2 separate regions of the Mus musculus genome follow, and region 1 is linked to region 2. A link is a contact called in public HiChIP or PLAC-seq data. All regions are on one chromosome and are shown on one strand. Each heading gives the region's core, a stretch centred on a gene start, on an enhancer-like site or on the middle of the called end of the contact. The rest is flanking DNA. Distances are from core to core; before and after follow the strand shown.

Region 1 (2,700 bases), core at 189-2,688, 480 kb before region 2:
ATGGGTCCCACTATGATACAGCTTGTCTAAACTCTAGCAGTGGTTTCAAGATCTTGGACAAGTTTTATAATGATCTTAGTTAACTAAACTTTCTTTTTAATTATTTAAAAAAATAATAATTCATTTGAAGGAATTCCTTGCAGCAGGGTTAATTACACAATGCAAAACAGATTTTAAGGGCAGAATAAGATAAAAAAAAATCCCATGCTTGGTACATAAAATGTCCATTGTATAAAGGCACTATTGACTATCTTTATTTCTAAGGTTGGGGCACCTGATGCAGACCACCATAGCCAAGCCAAAAGTCTAGAGATAATTCCTTCTAGATGAAGCTGCAAATTTATAAATGATGTCATAGTGTGGGTGCAAATAGACATTCCATACTGAACAATAGCCTAAACGTTTTAAAGGTTGGCTTGCAAATTGAAGTAGAATTATAGTAGTTATGAGGTCAGGCGTATTTGAGACCATCTCATTCCTAACCTGGATATGTTCAGTACATTGTAAATGCCAATACACAATCATATGTGTTGTGCAAGGGAGACCCATGAAGAGTGACCGTGCTCTCCAAAGAAAGACAGGAGTTTACAACATTATTAAAGTGTTGCAGCAACTAAATGTGCTCTTTGATGACTTCCTTGGTGGTATTTAATTAATAGGCAAAATAATCTTCACTAGCACTGTCTTCTCCCTTTTTTTTTAGCCAAATTATCAATATTTTCTTATCCATCTCATGGTTTCAGGTTAATCCTGTGGCTATAGAGAAATAGTAACATGTTGTATTTTATTTTAACTGGGATAATTTCAAATTACATTTCCCCATAATACACAAAAATTGAAACTTTGATACTATAACAGGAGGAGTCACAAAAATACAGTTAACACATATTAGTAAAGGCTAGCATCCTAAGAGAGGCCTTTGCTTTCCCCATTACATAACCACTGGGCATTTATGTGACTCCTTAATATTTTAAGCACATATATAATTATATTCTGTGTAATAAATTAGTTCTATCAAATATGCTGAAGCCTGTTAAAGGAATAGTTTAATCAGAAATCATCCTTGAATAAACACTGGATAGTCTCCATCTTGTTATCCATTAAGGATAGTATTTGTTTGCCAATACATTTTCTGTACAAGGATTAAAAATGGAAGCTGACAGGTCAAGAAGAAAGAGGTCAAAATGGAAGAAATGGATCTGTGAACTGGGGGTGCAAGCAAATCAAAATTGATTTCAAATAGCAAATATTGATATAAGGGCAAATGTCACATGCCTAGATACTTACTCAAAGTCCAGATTAAAAACAATCATACTCTTTTATTAAAAAGTAAATATCCTTACTCAGAACCTGCATGTTCCTTCATTTGGTCCCTCAGCGATGTAGACATTCTTGGGTTTCTGTCAAGTCCGTGTTTCCACAGTTGCAAGCCATGAGTGTTATTATTAGCTAGGACACAAGAATGTGCCAATCCCGCTTGTGCAATATCAGGGCTCCAGAATATAAAGTGTGCCAATAATATTAACCACTTGATACAAATGGCAGAAAGAATCTTAAATAATAAGGATTATATCCTCTTAGGTTTTATACAAGGTATTCCAACCAATTATTCAGAAGTATAATTGTTAGTTTATATTCATGTGATTTATCATTCACAACTATTGAAATATCTTTAGTGTATAGTCAGTGGAAATCCTAAAACACTGAATAATTATTTGCAGCAAACTAAGAACAGATTATATTCAAATCTTGTGCAATTTATTGTCCATGAGATATTTATTAGTTCTTGGCTGGCTGCTTCCATGATTCTTCCAAAACTTTTTTTAACTAAAATTGTTCTGAATTGAGCTTAGAGCGCAAAGTGAGTTCTCGTTTTATTATCAAAGTTTCCAGAACATAATAATAAAACCAGTGATGCAATTATATAAATATCATCGTTGCCTAGCAATAAAAAAACAACAAACAAATAAGATAAATACCCACTGAGGCACACATCAGACAATTAACACAATGTTCTCTTCTATCAGTATACGCCTGTGAGTTTGGGTTCATCAAAGGTAACCCATACCATACATTTACCCTTTCCATACATTTTTCCAATGTCTGTAGTTTTCTAATATTACTAAGAAATCAAAAAAGCAATTTATAATGAATGATTGCTAAAATCTAATAGTTAAGAAAATATACTGCTAATTCACAGCAAAAGAACTATTTTAAAATAAACATGCGTATTCTAAAAACACTTGAAACACTCATTTCCAACAATCAAATAAATACTTCTTAAGAATTTAGGATCATAAGATCTCTGCTTTTCTTCATTTTGCTCTCCATTTGATGTTCTCAGTTCCTCTCAATGACATCAGCTTTGGTGAATCATGTTATTCAATGTATTAACTATAGAAACCATTTATTGACTTTCTGATATAATAGAGAATAAATTAGTTAACTTAAGACACATGACTACTGTCTTAGTCAGGGTTTCTATTCCTGCACAAACATCATGACCAAGAAGCAAGTTGGGGAGGAAAGGGTTTATTTGGTTTACACTTCCATGCTGCTGTTCATCACCAAAGGAAGTCAGGACTGGAACTCAAGCAGGTCAGGAAGCAAGAGCTGATGCAGAGGCCATGGAGGGATGTTCTTTACTGGCTGCCTCCCCTGGCTTGCTCAGCCTGCTCTCTTATAGAACCCAAGACTACC
Region 2 (2,700 bases), core at 35-2,534:
CAGTCTGCTTATGATGTGGCAGACATGTTAAAGCAATATTTTCGAGATCTTCCTGAGCCCCTCATGACGAACAAACTCTCCGAAACCTTCCTGCAGATCTACCAGTGTAAGCGTTCTTGGTTCTTCTTAAGGCAACTGATGTCGGGTTCCATGGGACCAACTGAAGCACACAGCCTCTTTGTATGCCATCCTTTTGTAGAGAAAAACCTGCATGCTGATCTTCTCGAAAGTTACAGTGTGTGTGTGTGTGTGTGTGTGTGTGTGTGTGTGTGTGTGTGTGTCTGTGTGTGTGTCTGTGTGTGTGTGTGTGTGTGTGTGTAATAGGTTTACTGTATCCTTACTAAATAGCTTGAGAAGTACTTTTATGACCCACTGTATGTTGTTGGCAGAGGGATTGTGTGTAGCACACATAAAGTACTGAGTTTTCTCTCCAGCATCACATAAACCAGGTGTCACGGTGCAGACCTGCAACCTTAGCACTTTGGAAATGGAGGTGGGAGGATCAGTTCAAGGTCACCCTTGGCTGCATACTGAATTTGAGGGCTACCTGGGTCTCATGAGACATTGTCTTCAAAAGAAAGAGAAAATCAGTGTTGCTATTGAGTCAGGAAGTACAGAAGTCAGTTGTACATTTTTACCATCAAGTCCACTGTCATCTTTCGTTTATCTAGAGCAGTAGGTGTTCAAAAATAGGGTACCAAAATGGTATGCTGGCCTTCTCCCTCTCCCTTTTCCCTCTCTGCCTCCCTCCTCTTCCTCTTCCTCTTCCTCTCCTCCACTTTCTCTACCTCGACCCCTCTCCCTTCCCTTCCCCCACCTCTCATTTCCTTCCCTGCTCCCCATCTATATAGACTTCTCATTTACTTTATACTTCTCTAACAGGGCTGTGGAATTCAAATTTTTCTCATGTGTATTTTATCTCCCTGGGAAATGAATAAAATAATCCTCTTTCCCCTTTTCCGGTTAATCATCACCGTTCCTCCCATAAACACCTAAGGAGACAATACGCGTGCCCTCCTCACTTTTAGGCTCGGCTTAGGGCAAACCATTGAGGAAGTGAATGATGAAGAAGAGGACCGTGGCTTTCACAGCCTCCTCCTCTTTCTCTGGGCTCGTGACGTCAGAGCAGCATGATTTAAAAGCAGCCCCGTCTTAGTGCTGAAATAAGCTTTAGAAGTGACGTGCTGGACTTCATTTTATGAGAAACGGAGCTGGTCTGGACTGCTTCAGGCTCTCTCTCAACCTTTCATATTTTAGGAAAACACAGGTCACTTCCCCCCACACACACACACACACCCGCCCCTGCTGAGGTATTTGTTATGCGTCGTAACCATGGAGCCCTTTAATCAGTTTGTCTTAGGACCTTGCATTTAAGTGACTTGCTTTTTCCACCACTTGCTTTAAAGAAAATTTGCCTGGTGAATGAGACCGGAATGCCAGGCACAAACTTATTCCAGTATAAGTTATTCTACAGGGTGATGTGCACTTTGATACGTTTGCTTCTTGGTGTACCTTCTAAAAACTTTAAACGTCATTATTTAAGCTCTGTCTATTGAAATTGGCTTCATGTTTTTCCACAACCTTTCCCCATTTAAAGAATGGGCAAATGGGTCAAAATCGGTCTCCAGAGATACTGAGCCCTTTCTGCTCAGCTGAGCAGCCCCTGTTTTTTAATGTCTTGCACGTGTCTCACATAAAACATTTTATTGAAACTACACAAAGTCTTTAAGGTGGAATGATTTTGATAATTAAGATGGCAAATTAGAGATTTTTTTTTAAGTGCTTAGAAGTAACAGTTCTGTACGCTTAAGGCGCGTGTCATCTGGAGCCGAAGTCTGAGGTCGATTTAAAAGCATGTTAGTATTGTGGGTGTTTCAAATGTTTTAACTCCCCCACAAGGCAGGAAATACTTGAGGGTAGTGACGCCGGTGGCAGCCCATAATTTCTCCCTTATTAATCTTTAGTATGCTTTCTACAACTGCCCGTTCAGTATTTGATGCCCATGTTTGCTTTGGGATGTGGACTTGCCCACGTGCGTGGAAAATTACTGAGTTGGTGGTGGCAATGCTTGTGTCCTGCAGATGTTCCCAAGGACCAGCGCCTCCAAGCCATCAAGGCGGCCATTATGCTCCTGCCCGACGAGAACCGGGAGGTTCTGCAGACACTTCTCTATTTCCTGAGCGATGTCACAGCGGCTGTGAAAGAAAACCAGATGACTCCCACCAACCTGGCTGTGTGCCTAGCTCCGTCCCTCTTCCACCTCAACACCCTGAAGCGAGAGAATTCTTCTCCAAGGTACAGATCAGATGCAAGGGGCATGCCTGGGCTCTGTTCCCATGAGGTATCACTCACCTTCTAGAGCCTTGTCCTTGTGTCCTTATTGGATTCTTATCTGGACCTAGCAAAGGGGGTTAGTCCTGGAATTAAGTCCTCGTATGTCACTGTAAAAGATGACTTGACACAAACAACTTAAGGGATTGTATTAGTCAAGGTTTACTACTGTGAACAGACACCATGACCAAGGCATGGTGCAGTCTACATCATCAGAAGGCTGCTGGAAAATACTGACTTCAGGCAGATAGGATGAGGATCTTAAAGCCCACACCCACAGTGACACACCTACTTCTACAAGGCCACACCTCCTAATAGTGTATATGCCCTGGCCCAGGCATATACAGTCCATCACAGGAAGTAAATGTT

The links. HiChIP or PLAC-seq counts read pairs in DNA pulled down with a chosen protein or histone mark.
Region 1: a contact with region 2 is called in an H3K27ac HiChIP or PLAC-seq map of heart atrium, with 11 times the contacts expected there. The contact joins two enhancer-like sites. A contact is called at or near these places in 3 of 115 datasets of contacts at active chromatin or transcription factors (embryonic stem cells, heart atrium and trophoblast stem cells).

What each region holds. Positions count from the first base shown.
Region 1 is chr8:37,055,334-37,058,033 of GRCm38.p6, reverse strand. No RefSeq gene overlaps it. Among named protein-coding and RNA genes, the nearest start is that of G630064G18Rik, 32 kb to the right of the region's middle. Within about 2 kb of position 1,438, at least 8 of the 459 cell types and tissues checked have an H3K27ac peak or open chromatin away from gene starts, as enhancers often do. A contact at or near this core is called in heart atrium, where this site is marked.
Region 2 is chr8:36,576,630-36,579,329 of GRCm38.p6, reverse strand. It overlaps Dlc1 (deleted in liver cancer 1), which reads left to right. Exons shown (of 18, transcript NM_001194940.2): 12 at 1-106; 13 at 2,082-2,295. Among named protein-coding and RNA genes, the nearest start is that of Trmt9b, 120 kb to the right of the region's middle. Within about 2 kb of position 1,284, at least 18 of the 459 cell types and tissues checked have an H3K27ac peak or open chromatin away from gene starts, as enhancers often do. A contact at or near this core is called in heart atrium, where this site is marked.